2 separate regions of the Mus musculus genome follow, and region 2 is linked to region 1. Evidence: chromatin contacts called from public HiChIP or PLAC-seq data. All regions are on one chromosome and are shown on one strand. The core of a region is the stretch at or near the end of the contact, and the rest is flanking DNA. Distances in the headings are between cores, read along the strand shown. Region 1 has its middle 22 kb from the start of Htr1f. Region 2 has its middle 46 kb from the start of Pou1f1.

Evidence for each region. HiChIP or PLAC-seq counts read pairs in DNA pulled down with a chosen protein or histone mark.
Region 2: a contact with region 1 is called in an H3K27ac HiChIP or PLAC-seq map of large pre-B cells, with 3 times the contacts expected there. The contact joins two enhancer-like sites. A contact is called at or near these places in 1 of 15 datasets of contacts at CTCF or cohesin (pro-B cells), 2 of 484 Hi-C or Micro-C datasets (bone marrow-derived macrophages and large pre-B cells) and 1 of 115 datasets of contacts at active chromatin or transcription factors (large pre-B cells).

Annotation. Positions count from the first base shown.
Region 1 is chr16:65,124,646-65,131,883 of GRCm38.p6, forward strand. No RefSeq gene overlaps it. Among named protein-coding and RNA genes, the nearest start is that of Htr1f, 22 kb to the left of the region's middle. Within about 2 kb of position 3,421, at least 10 of the 459 cell types and tissues checked have an H3K27ac peak or open chromatin away from gene starts, as enhancers often do.
Region 2 is chr16:65,471,222-65,478,231 of GRCm38.p6, forward strand. No RefSeq gene overlaps it. Among named protein-coding and RNA genes, the nearest start is that of Pou1f1, 46 kb to the right of the region's middle. Within about 2 kb of position 1,455, at least 6 of the 459 cell types and tissues checked have an H3K27ac peak or open chromatin away from gene starts, as enhancers often do.

The DNA of each region.
Region 1 (7,238 bases), core at 2,171-4,670:
TTAAACTTTGGTATTTGGTGTATGTCTAGAAAATTGTCCATATCCTCCAGATTTTCCAGTTGTGTTGAGTATAGGCTTTTGTAGTAGGATCTGATGATTTTTTGAATTTCCTCAGTTTCTGTTGTTATATCTACCTTTTCATTTCTGATTTTGTTAATTTGGATACTGTCTCTGTGCCTTTTGGTTAGTCTGGTTAAGGGCTGATTTTCTCAGAGAACCAGCTCTTGGTTTGGTTGTTTCTTTGTATAGTTCTTTTTTTTTTTCCACTTGGTTGACTTCAGCCCTAAGTTTGATTATTTCCTGCCATCTGTTCCTCTTGGGTGTATTTGCTTCTTTTTATTCTAGCACTTTCAGGTGTGCTGCTAAACTGCTAGTGTATGCTCTCTCCAGTTTCTTTTTGGAGGCACTCAGACCTATGAGTTTTCCTTTTAGTACTGCTTTCATTGTATCCTACAAGTTTGGGTATGTTATAACTTCATTTTCATTACATTCTAAAAAGTTTTTAATTTCTTTCTTAATTTCTTTCTTGATCAAGTTATCATTGACTAGAGTGTTGTTCAGCTTCCATGTGTATGTGGGCTTTCTGTTGTTTTTGTTGCTATTGAAAACCAGCCTTAATCCATAGTGATCTTATAGGAGGCATGGGATTATTTCAGTCTTCTTATGTGTGTTCAGGTCTGTTTTGTGACCAATTATATGGTCAGTTTTTGAAAAGGTAACATCAGGTGCTTAAAAAAAGGTATATTCTTTTGATTTAGGATGAAATATTCTATAGATATCTGTTAAATCCATTTGTTCCATAACTTCTGTTAGTTTCACTGTGTCTCTGTTTAGTTTGTGTTTACCTGATCTGTCAATTTATGAGAGTAGGGTTTTGAAATCTCCCACTATTGTTGTGTGAGGTACAATGTGTGCTTTGAGCTTTAGTAAAGTTTTTTTATAAATGTGGGTGCCCTTGTATGTGGAGCATAGATGTTCAGAACTGAGAGTTCTTCTTAGCAGATTTTTCCTTTGATGAGTATGACTTTTTTTTGATGACTTTTGGTTAAAAGTCAACTTTATCCAATATTAGAATGGCTACTCCAGCTTGTTTCTTGAGACCAGTTGCTTGGAAAATTGTGTTCCAGCACTTTAGTTTGAGGTAAAGTGTTTGTCTTTAACACTGAGGTGCATTTCCTATATGCAGCAGAATGTTGGGTCCTGTTTACATATCCAGTCTGTTAGTCTATGTCTTTTTATTGGGGAATTGAGTCCATTAATGTTAAAAGATATTAAGAAATAGTGATTGTTGATTCCTGTTAATTTTATGTTTGTGTGGCTATCTTCTTTTGGGTTTGGTGAAAGAAGATTACTTTTTTGCTTTTTCTAGGGTGTAGTTTGCCACCTTGTATTGGCATTTTCTGCGTATTATCTTTTGTAGTGCTAGATTTATGGAAAGATATTATGTAAATTTGTTTTTGTCATGAAATGTCTTGGTTTCTCTATCTACGGTAATTGAGAATTTTGATGGGTATAGTATTCTGGGATGGCATTTGTGTTCTCTGAGGGTCTGTATGAGATCAGCCCAGGATCTTCTAGCTTTCATAGTCTCTGGTGAGAAGTCTGGTGCAATTTCGATAGGTCTGCCTTTATGTGTTACTTGACATTTTTCCCTTACTGCTTTTAATATTATTTCTTTGTTTTGTGCATTTGGTATTTTAACTATTATGTGATGGGAGAAATTTCTTCTCTAGTCCAATCTATTTGGAGTTCTATAAGCTTCTTGTATGTTTATGTGTATCTCTTTCTTTAGGTTAGGGAAGTTTTCTTCTATAATTTTGTTGAAGATATCTATTTGCCCTTCAAGTTGGGACTCTTCACTCTCTTCTATATCTATTATCCTTAGGTTTGGTCTTATTATTGTGTCTTGGATTTCCTGGATGTTTTGGGTTAGGAGCTTTTTGCATTTTCTTTGACTATTGTGTAAGTGTTTTCTATGGTATCTTCTACACTTAAGATTTTCTCTTCTATCTTTTGTATTTTGTTGGTGATGCTTGCATCTATGACTCCCGATCTCTTTCCTAGGTTTTCTAACTCCAGTGTTAGCCCCCTTTGTGATTTCCTTATTGTTTCTATTTCCAGTTTTAGATCCTGGATGGTTTTGTTTAGTTCCTTCACCTATTTAGTTGTGTTTTTCTGTAAACCTTTAAGGGATTTTTGTGTTTTTTCTTCGGCTTCCATTTCTTTACCTGTGTTCTCCTTTATTTCTTTAAGGGAGTTATTTATGTCCTTCTTAAAGTCCTCTATCATCATCATCATAAAATATGATTTTAAATCAGAGTCTTGATGTTCTGGTGTGTTGGGGCATCCAGGGCTCAATGAGGTGAGAGAACTTGTTTCTGATGATGCCATGTGCCCCTTGGTTTCTGTTGCTTATATTCTTGCCTTTGCCTCTTGCATTTTGGTTATCTCTGGTGTTAGATGATTTTGCTGTCTCTGACTGTGGCTTGTCCCTCCTACAAGCCTGTGTGCCAGTACTTCTGGGAGACCAGTTCTCTCCAGGAGGTTTTGGTACGGAGCACTTTGGCACAGGATCAGCTGCTGGCACAAATGGAAACCGGAAGGATTTTGTCCCAGGCTGCTCCTCAGATCCTGTGTCTTGAGGGCCCTGGGCAGGTCCCTCTGAGCAGAAGTGGTGGTCTTACCTGTTATCACAGGCATGTCTGCACTCCTGGGAGACCAGCTCTTTCCCATAGGGATTTGGGTATGGAGCACTGTGGCACATGATCAGCTCTGGGCACAGACAGAAACCACAAGGCTCTTCTTTTTGTATTTCTAAAAAAATGTTATTGAGTACAACAATGTATTATACATGTACATTTACAGGTTTTTAAATGTTCATTATTTATTTATTTATTTATTTATTTATTTAGACTAGTTTTGTTCTGATGTCTACTTTACCCAATGCAAATATAACTAGTCTGACTAAGTTTTGGTTTCTATTTTCTGGATATATTGACTTTATTATTAAAAATAAAAAAAAACTCTGTCAATGTGTGCTTTTGACATTGAGGAATGTGTTTTTTTTCTCTAAACAATAAATAGTTGGATTTTATTTTTAATTCAATCAGGTAGTCTGTTCTTTATGTATAACTGAAGAATTAGGACTTCATATATAGGATTTTTATTGAGAGTAATTTTCTGATTTCTGTATTTTTTTTGTTAGTTCTTTTCTTGATTGCTGCAGATTGAATGATAATCATGCCCCTTTGGATCCTGCGTTTGAACATTAGTTCCCAGTTGATGATGTGATTTGAGAAGGCTATGGACGCTTTGGGATATAGTGTCTTGGGGAAAGAAGTATGTTATTGGGAGTTGGCTTTGAAGTTTTATAGACTAGTCCCCAATTCCTGTTTTTTGTCTCTGCTTCCTGACTGCAGAGTCCCCACTTCCTGTTTTCTATCTCTGCTTCTTGTTTGTGGAGAACCTGCCAGCAGTCTGCTTCTTGACTCCCATGCTGGTCTCAGGGTCTTTTTACCATACTTTCTCTATCGATTTTTTTTCTTAGCATCCTTTCTGGAATGGAATTTATTCTTTCCTATGTTCATGTAATGAAAAAAATGTTTCTTTCTCTTCTTTATGTAGGATTCAATTATTTATTTATTTTTTCTGCAATGCTAGCTTGATGATTGTGAATTGCATTAATCTGTGCTTATTTTTGAAATATGTTTATTTCACCATTGATTTTAAAGATAATTTTGCTCAGCAGTTATTTAGTTTCAGGATATGAAACCTTGGGTTTTAGGTCTTTTGCTAAGAGGTTTGAAGTTACTCTGATGAATTGACATTGTAAATTATTTCACATTTTTTTCTTGGAGTCTTTAATATTGTTTCTTTGTTTTATAGTTTTGGCAAGATGAGTGTAATGTGCTGTGAAGAGGATTTTCTCTGGAGATGTCTATTTGAGATTATAAATACCTCTTGGCCTTAAATGCCCATGAATTTCCCCTAGGTTTGGGAAACTTTCTGCTATAATTTCATTAAATAGATTTTCTATGACACTAAAAATAAATCTTAGTTGCATCTTCTACACCACAGAATCTCAACATTTATAATTATAAGATCATTTCACAATTCTTAGAACTAGGGTTTTTCTTTATTGCTTTCTAAAAGGAGTCTTCTGTTAGCCTTGTCTTCCATCCCAATATTCTAGCTTCTGTCTGTCTACTGGAAATACTTCTCAATGTGTTTTTATTTGATTAGCTGAGGTTTTCATTTCCAACATTTCTCTTTGATTTTTTTCTAACAAATCCTTTCCTCTTTCTTCCTTCCTTCCTTCCTTCCTTCCTTTCTTTCTTTCTTTCTTTCTTTCTTTCTTTCTTTCTTTCTTTCTTTCTTTCTTTCTTTCTTTCTTTCCTTTCTCTCTCCCCCTCTCTCTCTCTTTCTCTCTCTCTCCCTCCCTCCCTCCCTCTTTCTCTCTTTCTCTCTCCCTCCCTCCCTCCCTTCCTTCCTTCCTTCCTTCCTCTCTCCCCCAACCCCCGGATTTTTTATCCTTGTTCCCAAGTTTCTCTTCTGCAATTTTGCTTACTTCCCTACATCCTTGGTTTATTTTATTCTCATTCTTTTTTTAGTTCATTCATCTGGTTGTTTGATTTCTTTGAAATCACTGATCATTTTTAGAAGTAAGACTTTAGAGTCAGTAATTGGACAAGATTTGTTGTACATACCATGTTGTCTTTTATTTTCATCTTTCTTGTTTTCCTGTGTTGCACTACATGCATCTGTTGTTTTGGATACCTTTTCCTTCTTTATTTGAGGCTATTCCTAGTGTAGACACTACTCTTGTTGGCTCATTCATGAAGGGAAAAGCACAAAGAGCCAAAAAAAAAAAAGATGAAGTGTTGGAGCAGCTTGTTTCTGGGTTTTCTATAATTGGAGTCTGCCAGGTGGAGGTGGGGGAGGAAAGTTGAAACTGGTGTCTTGTGTTTCTATTTAAGATGTCGTTGAACCAGATTCTGTGAAGCGCCCAGTTGTTCCTTGGGATTTTTTTTCCTTCTAGAAGCTGTCTTCTTGTTGTATCCTGATACTTTGCTGACCACACTTAACTGTGCAGTCTGTGGGTTGGGGAGGCTCTCTTACACTCTCAAGATTTCTCACCTTGTATTCTTTGGGGTGGCTAATGCTGTAGTCTGGAGTTTCCCCTGAGTATATTTGTAATAGGGGGAGCCAATACAATATGGAGATCTATATAGGCTGCCTCATTCTTTAAAGACCTAAGTAACATAAAATGCAACTGTAGGAATGAGACTTTGAGAGACAGTTTTGCTGTCGATTAAGTAATTGTTTCCTTTTCCAGAAAGTTTCCCCTTTAATGCTTCATAATCATTTATGATTCTTATTTTAGATTGTCTTAATATTGGTAGATGTGACCATTCTGTATACAACTGACATAGTACTACTGGTAGATCCAGCAGTACCTCTCCTGGGCATGCACCCAGAAGATGTTCCAACTGGTAAGAAGGACACATGCTCCACTATGTTCATAGCAGCCTTATTTATAATAGCCAGAAGCTGGAAAGAACCCAGATGTCCCTCAAAATGTCGCAATTTACACAATGGAGTACTACTCAGCTAATAAAAACAACGAATTTATGAAATTCTTGGGCAAATGAATGTATCTGGAGGATATCATCCTGAATGAGGTAACCTAATCACAAAAAAAGTCACTTGATATGCACTCACAGATAAGTGGATATTAGCCCAGAAACCTAGAATACCCAAGATACAACTTCCAAAACACAGGAAAATCAAGAAGGAAGACCAACTCGTGGATACTTCATTCCTCCCTAGAATAGGGAATAAAATATCCATGGAAGGAGTTTCTTTAACTTTTTATTGAGACTCAATTACAAGGAAAGAAAAGAATATATAATTTTTGTTGGTGGTGTTTTGTTTGTTTTTTAGAGCAAGAATCATTTTAGCCAAGGGACTGTAAAATGCAACAATTACCTAAGCTCTTTATTGTTAGAACTGGTAGGAAAGGCCATTACCTGAATTTGGATTTTAAAATAGTCTCAATTCATCTCGTGATTTAATTTGGTCTATTTATTCAACTTCTTATGTTTTTAATCTATTCAATTAAAATAGCATTCCTTCCATTGCATGAGCTTAATGAAGCTAAATAATAAATGGTAAGTAAATTAATTCATATGCAGAGCTGAGGACAGTGTTGGAAATGTAGGAAACTCTCATTAAATATTAAGCATTATTTTTATTATTTTAAATACACTGGGTCATCGAGAACTGTTTGCTCCTTTTTTTATTATTAAAAATCACATTCTTGTATTTATCAAAAGGATTATTTGTGCAATCAACATTTCATTTTCTGGTGTTCCTCATCTTTTCCTTTTGTTATAATCCTTGCTAGAGGTAACTTTTAATGAACTAATAAGTTGGCCTTTCAAACGTGGGGAGGACAAAATTTAGCCCAGTGTTTCTTAAACTTTAAAATTCACAAGGATCATTTGAGGATTTTGTCTTTTTTTTGTTTTGTTTTGTTTTTGTTTTTGTTTTTAAGGTGGATTCTGATCTGTGTGTTAAGATGGGAAAGATTTTGGCTTTCAGTTTGAGAAGTTTCAGCACACACTTCTCAGCTTTATTGTTGGGCTTGTTGTGAGGCAGAGCAAGGTGATGGAAGCTGGAGTGGGGGTGGGAGGTTGGGGGGCAGTTGAGGCAGAGAGGAAACCAAGGATCCCCTTCCTGGGCACCTACTGTTCCTGCCTCCCAGAATAATCTCACCATATTATGAATTCATTAAAGGATTAATACATTGATTGAGCCTTCAGAATCCAACCACCTCCCTGGAGCTCACCAGCTTAGGTAACTGAGCTTCAGTCTTCAGGGAACACCACAGGTTAAACCACAAGAGCTTGATGAAGCCTGAAAGTGAGTTGCTAGCGAACATAAAGATGGGCACAGCATTCCTGGCACTACCTCTTGCGTATTAACATGGCTCTGGCCTTTCTTCCTGTGATTAAAACAAAACAAAACAAAACAAAACAAAACAAAACAAAAAAAACAAGGAAAGTTTTCATCATAAGATGTGAGTGTCTCTAGAGTGCATTCAACATATTAATTTCTCTACTCTTGTGTTCTTCCCTTCACACTGATGAAATCTCTGTTCTTTGTCACAGAGCTCACTTTCTCTATAGTGATTAGGTGACATGATCCTTTCTACGGGGATAACAATGCCTAGATCT
Region 2 (7,010 bases), core at 205-2,704, 340 kb after region 1:
GGCTCAATTCCCCAGTGTAGGGGAATGCCAGGGTGGTGAGGTGGGATTGGGTGGGAGAGGGAGCATCCTCATAGAAGTAGGGGGAGGGGGTAAGAGACAGGAGTTGCAGAGGTAGAACAGGGAAAGGGGATCACATTTGAAATGTAAATACATAAAATATTCAATAAAATGTTTTTAAAAAGGAAAATAAGCAACACAAAACATATTACAGCATATGCACTGAGTGTGCCACTATTATGAGCATATGGCACAGACATAACCAGGCAGAAATATGAATAATCTGTTCCTCTTTTCATGGGATATAGAGAAGGCAAAGAGGGTTATCAACATGATAAACTATCTGCAGGTTGTCTAAGGCTAAGATGCATATTCACTGACAACTCAAGTAAACTGTCCAGTAAATCCTGAGAATTCCACCCAGGTTCCTCACTGGGGCTTAAGGTCAAATGAACAAATTAGGCAACAGATTTGAGAGAGCATAAAACATGTGAGACTTCAATCCCATGTATCAACAACAAGAGAATTTATCACCAGGGACCATCCAGCAGGTGGCATGTTGAAATCTTTTTCATGTCTCTCAGATTCATATAATTTGGAAGAGAAAAAAAATAGGATTTACTTTTGAAATGGTTCTATCTTGAGTCCATGTTTTGCTGAGATTTCATATCAGGATCCAGATTAAACACTACAAAGCATATTTATAAAATTATAAAAATGAAATATCTAATATAAAATGCTGAAATGGGATCAATGCATTTACAAATGATTTAAATGTGTCAACAGAAGGATGGACAGCAGAGTAAGAACTAGAAGTTATATTAGATTTCATGTTTTTTTAAAGAAAATCAAAATTAACCCATAAAAAAATAAGCAATATACATGTTAAGAGGCCACTCTTTAAGATCAGTACATTTATAAAGCAAAGAATTCACAGGTTTTCAAAGTTTAAGAATTTTTTACTGATACCTATGGTGAAAGGCAAAATTTTATTGTTTGTAGTGACATACCTGGTTGCATAACTGGATGCAGAGTTGGAAGTTAGAAATATCATAACATGAATACATTACAATTTCACAAATGCCTTTTTATCACATTTCCCCACAAAGTAACAAGGGAACTGCTGGTCCTGGAAAGAGCTATGAATCCAAATCTCCTGGGACACACCATTTTCAGAAATCATAACTTGATGCACCTGAGCTTGGAAATTTGGAGCTTTTTTTATATACTGCATAACCTCCCCATGGAGCAGAGGCACCCTGTAATCAATCACCATTTACCACTATCAGGGATACATTAATCCCTTGTCAGATACAGCTATCATTTTGTAAAGTGAGGTTAAATCGGTTCACATTTTGCCCTTCCAAAATATGTTAACGTGAATTACAAAGCTAACATCAAAATTGCTTGTGAGACTTGATAGAACTACCCAACAGCATCCCAGTGATTAACACTGACACCTAGTGGCTGCGCACAGGAAAAACCTAAATTCAATGGTTAAATTTAATCTACCAAGTATTTGGGCCAGGAGATAGGAAATGGATAGAATCCTCATCTTTACCATTAGCTTACAAACAGAGGCGTGTATGCGTCATCAATACCATGTGACTAGATCCATGTGTGAGGAAGAGGGTACACTACAAGTGATTAAGAATACAAATAAACTTCCCTGGAAGAGACACCCAAGCAGAATCTTGATGGAGACAAAATGAAAAGAAAGGTTCACATTTTGTTACAAAGAAAGTGCACAGAGGAAAGCAGTATCAGAGATCCAAACTGATGGAAGTATTGATGTACAACGTAGCAAAACAGCCCAAGGAGAAGGGATCTCGATTTATACCTAGCAGTATCCTGAACGCCAAATAGCACACAAACGTCTTTCTATTACTGGTACTTTATTTGATTTAACTTATTGATTTCTAATATTATCACTTAATGGCAATTAAAAATAAAATTATATATTATACCTGGCATTTATAAAACAACCACAGAAATTTGGGAACTAAGAAAAATGTATCTCAAAATAATAAAAAGAATAGAGAATCTTATTTCAAATTATGTCTGAGTAGTAATCTAAGGTTTTACATATGGCCAATTATCTAGGCATGAAGGTAAACTGAGTCAAAGGAAAGCCATAACTGATCACTTCTCAGCTAGCAGCTGAAAACCTAGTCACTTTTACTAAAATGGTGCTGAAGAGTCTATATTATAATCATCATCAGCAACAGCGAAGCAGCAACACACACAGCAGCAGCACAGCAGCAGCACAGCAGCAGCAGCACACACAACAGCAGCACAGCAGCACAGCACAGCACAGCACAACAGCAGCAGCACCGCAGCAGCACCGCAGCAGCACAGCAGCAGCACAGCAGCAGCACAGCAGCACCGAAGCAGCACAGCAGCAGCAGCACTGCACACACAGCACAGCAGCAGCAGCACAGCACACACAGCACAGCAGCAGCAACGCAGCAGCACAGCAGCAGCAGCACAGCACAGCACAGCAGCACAGCACACACAGCACAGCAGCAGCACAGCAGCAGCAGCACAGCACAGCAGCAGCAGCACAGCAGCACAGCAGCACACACAGCACAGCAGCAGCAGCAGCACAGCAGCAGCACAGCAGCACAGCAGCAGCAGCACAGCAGCAGCACCGCAGCAGCAGCACCGCAGCAGCACCGCAGCAGCAGCACAGCAGCAGCAGCACAGCAGCAGCACACAGCAGCACAGCAGCAGCACAGCAGCACAGCAGCAGCAGCACAGCAGCAGCACACAGCAGCACCACAGCAGCAGCAGCAGCAGCACAGCAGCAGCACAGCAGCACACAGCAGCACCACAGCAGCACCACAGCTGCACAGCAGCAGCACAGCAGCAGCAGCTAGCATTACTGTTACTTGCTGCTCTTTCCTCTCAAGCTTGTGTTGACACATGTTCATCTGATAGCTGTAGGCCATTAGGCAAGATACTGCACTTCTCCTAAGTCTGTTCTACAGGTAGAACTCTTCCCCCTCTCAGCCAGAGGTCTGTCCTTGTAATCCACATGACCTCAGAGTTCATACAGTTCCCTTATGAAGCCTTTTCTACACCTCCCTCTAGTACCAATAGTAACCATGAAATGGGCCATTTAATCACTGGCATCTGGCTAAAACAGTGGTGGCCTATTTAAATCTGAGGAACAGAAGTTAACACCTGACTTAGGAAAGTCAGCTATTCCCTGAGACTCTGCTCCATCTTTATCCCTGTACATCTTGTAGGGAGGACAAAATTTAAGTTGAAGTTTTGTGGGTGGGTTGATGCCCCCTCTCTCCACTGTAAGTGGCCATTTCAGTATCCATATCCCCTGCTGGTAGGAATCTCTGCTAGGGTCGGTCACCCCCACAGACTCCCAGGTGCCTCCTATGACCCAGGTCTCCAGCTAGTCCCAGAGAGGCCCTTCACACTGATTTTATTCTCATACCCAGCCCTCACTCACCCCTTACCCACACCTACCCCCCCCCTGCCTTCCTCACCCCCTCTCTTACCCAGTTCCTTCTCTCCATCCACCTCCAATGACTACGTTGTTTCCCCTTCTGAGTCAGATTCACCCATCTTCCCTTGGGCCCTGCTTATCATTGTTTCTTTGAGTCTGTGGGTTGTAGCATGATTCTTCTAAAATGTATGGCTAATGTCCATGTATAAGTGAGTACATACCATATGTATCTTTCTGGGTGTGGGTTAACTCACGGAGAATGATATTTTCTAGTTCCATCTGTTTGCTGGCAAATGACTGACCAAACTTGAGACCTATTCCAAAGGAGAGCCAATTCCTGACACTAATTATGATAGTCCACTATACTCACAGATAGAAATCAAGTATAACTGTCTCCTGAGAGAGGCTTTATCCAGAAGCTGATGGGAACAGATGCAGAGACCCAGAGTCAAACATACACAGAGCTCAGGGAATCTTGTGGTAGAGTGGGGGATAGAATGGAGCAAGTTGGAGAGGTCGGGGACACCAGAAGAAGACCTACAGAGTCATCTCATCTGGGTCCATGGGGCCTCACAGAGACCGAACCAACAACATTCAGGGGTTGGACCTAGGCCCACTGCACATTTGGAGCAGATGTGCAGCTTGCTCTTCATGTAGGTTCCCTAAAAATTGGAGTGGAGACGAGGGTGGGGTGGGGGTGTCTAAGACTATGTTGCCTGCCTTTGGATCCTCTTCCTTTACCTGGATTGCCTGGTTGGGCATCAATGAGAGACGATTAGCTTAGTCCTGCTGGGACTGGATGTCCCAGGACAGGGTGGAACTCAAGCAGAATTTCCCCTTTTCTGAGGAAAGCGGGAAGGGGGCAAAGTGGGGAAGGATTTGTAAGAGAGGACTGGGAAAAGAGGAGGAAGGGGTCCTGCAATGGGGACTTAAAATGAATAAAATAAACTAATGAAAGCAAAGCAAAGCAAAACAAAACAAAACAAAAACAAAGGTCAACTATTACATTCTACTTCGTTTTTCCTCATAATGATTTGTTTGTTGTTTCTTTCTGGCCTCTAATTATTGGAAGATAATAAGATAAGAGCCATCCATACTTCATTTGCTAGTAAACGACAGAATTTCTGAATTTAACACCATCAGAATCACTGTAGTCATTGTTTTTGTCGTCGTTGTCGTCATCACCATCATCATAATCATCAAGACTAGCTATCTTCTTTGTCCCCCTACTCACTCCCATCACCAGCACCCCCTCAGAGCTTTCTAGAACTATCCCCGAGTATGGCAGTTAATTATTCACCTTCACTATTTAGAAATAAGCTTAATTCTTGTTTTTCTGGTACAAATGATGTATATCTCACTTACTGTGTTATATATTCTGTGTTATCAGAAATGTGACAAAGAGCACACACTTGGCCAAAGTTTGCCAACTTGTCCCTGATGGTTCCAAGAGCTCCGCAATGTACACTTCAGTAGACGATGACTCTTGTGGTTCTTGTTTGTTGTTCTCAGATTGGCAAGTTATTAATTCCTTTAATGGAATCAGACTAAAGGAATATATTTCATGTCACTTATCAAACCAAACTAAAGTAGAAGAAGTAAACTATGACCTTCATGTTTTAGGTTGGGACTCTGAGTCCATTTAAAGTGTTGATGGCTCTCCCTACATCCTTTTGAAGTTACCAACTTCATGCCATAAGCTCTATCTTATAATTTGTGAGTTTACAGAATGCTCTTTCACCATTCTCCCAAAGGGCTATAGTCTGGGCTAAATAGTTGATGTAAGATAGATTTCTCTGTCATCTATGGCTGCATGTGTTTGCATATGAGAAGGACCCTTTCTCCTGTTGCCAGACAGCCCATTGCTCATTTAGAAGTAGGTCCCAGAAACTTAGAATATCCAAGACATAAGATACAATTTGCAAAACACATGAAACTCAAGAAGAACGAAGACCAAAGTGTGGACACTGTGCCCCTTCTTAGAATTGGGAACAAAACACCCATGGAAGGAGTTACAGAGACAAAGTTTGGAGCTGAGACAAAAGGATGGACCATCTAGAGACTGCCATATCCGGGGATCCATCCCATAATCAGCTTCCAAACGCTGACACCATTGCATACACTAGCAAGATTTTGCTGAAAGGACCATGATATAGCTGTCTCTTGTGAGGCTATTCTTGGGCCTAGCAAACACAGAAGTGGATGCTCATAGTCAGCTATTGGATGGATCACAGGGCCCCCAATGGAGGAACTAGAGAAAGTATTCAAGGAGCTAAAGGGGTCTGCAACCCTATAGGTGGAACAACAATATGAACTAACCAGTAACCCCAGTACCCCTTGTGTGTCTACCTGCATATGTATCAGAAGATGACCTAGTTGGCCATCAGTGGAAAGAGAGGCCCATTTGTCTTGCAAACTTTATATACCTCAGTACAGGAGAACGACAGGGCCAAGAAGTGGGAGTGGGTGGGTAGGGGAGTCGGGGGGGGGGGAGGGGGGACTTTTGGGATCGCATTTGAAATGTAAATGAAGAAAATACCTAATTTAAAAAAAAGAAGTAGGTCTATTTAACACCTGAGGTTAGTCACCATCATGTATCTAACTTAAGTTTCTCTACTTCTCATATAACAAGAACTTTTTTCTTGGCATTGGGCCAACTGTAGGGTCACAGAAGACTGGCTCTGGAGCCTTGACGGGAGGTCACGTGGGAATATGTGGCCCTGCAAACATCAGCAGAATCGCCTGACACTCCTTCCAGTGCTGCTCACTCTGATTCTTTAATATATCATGTTTCTCTCTTTTATTTGCTGAAGCTCTCTCGTAAGAATCACTTCAATGTTAATATTTTCGCAATTTATTTATAATATTTAGACATTCTTGTTCACATTTTTCAAGTCATAGACTTCTTTTCTAATTTAAAGGAAAAACAAAAGGACACATTTTTTGTTTGTTTGTGTGTTTGTTTGTTTGTTTTGTTTTGTTTTTTGATTGGAGTCTCTTGGGTCACCACCAGTAGAATTACAGTGTGTCTTTCTTTCATTGTTGTTTCTAATATTCAGAGCCTGTGTCAGGTCCCTGAGGATTCTACCACTGAGTTTTGGTCCTAGCCAACAAAATATGCTATTTGGGCATTTGGGAGAATGAAGCCAGAAATTCATAAATTGGAGATCAAATTGGGTTACAATGTGGTCCTTGCCTATCTGCAGAAAAGAAAAGAAAAAGATGTCTGTCTGCTTGGAAATTTAAAGCAGATAACAAAACCACAAGTTACATGGAAAAATAAACAATGCAATAAAGACAGAGAGTTCAGGGCAGAGCAAGATACTTTTAAAACAATGTTTCTTTTCCAGTTTCTTGGGTAAAGCGTTTTGAAGTGATATAGTCTACCCAGTTGGCCACAGATTCATTCCTTCTTAAGAGTTAAGTGTTAAAATAATAGGTAAGATAAAATAAACCCACTCCTACTTACTACACCTGAGAGGGGCTTGAATGCACATTTCATGGAGGTTACAAGACGTTTGCCTTGTTTCTCTGGAGTTTTCTTACA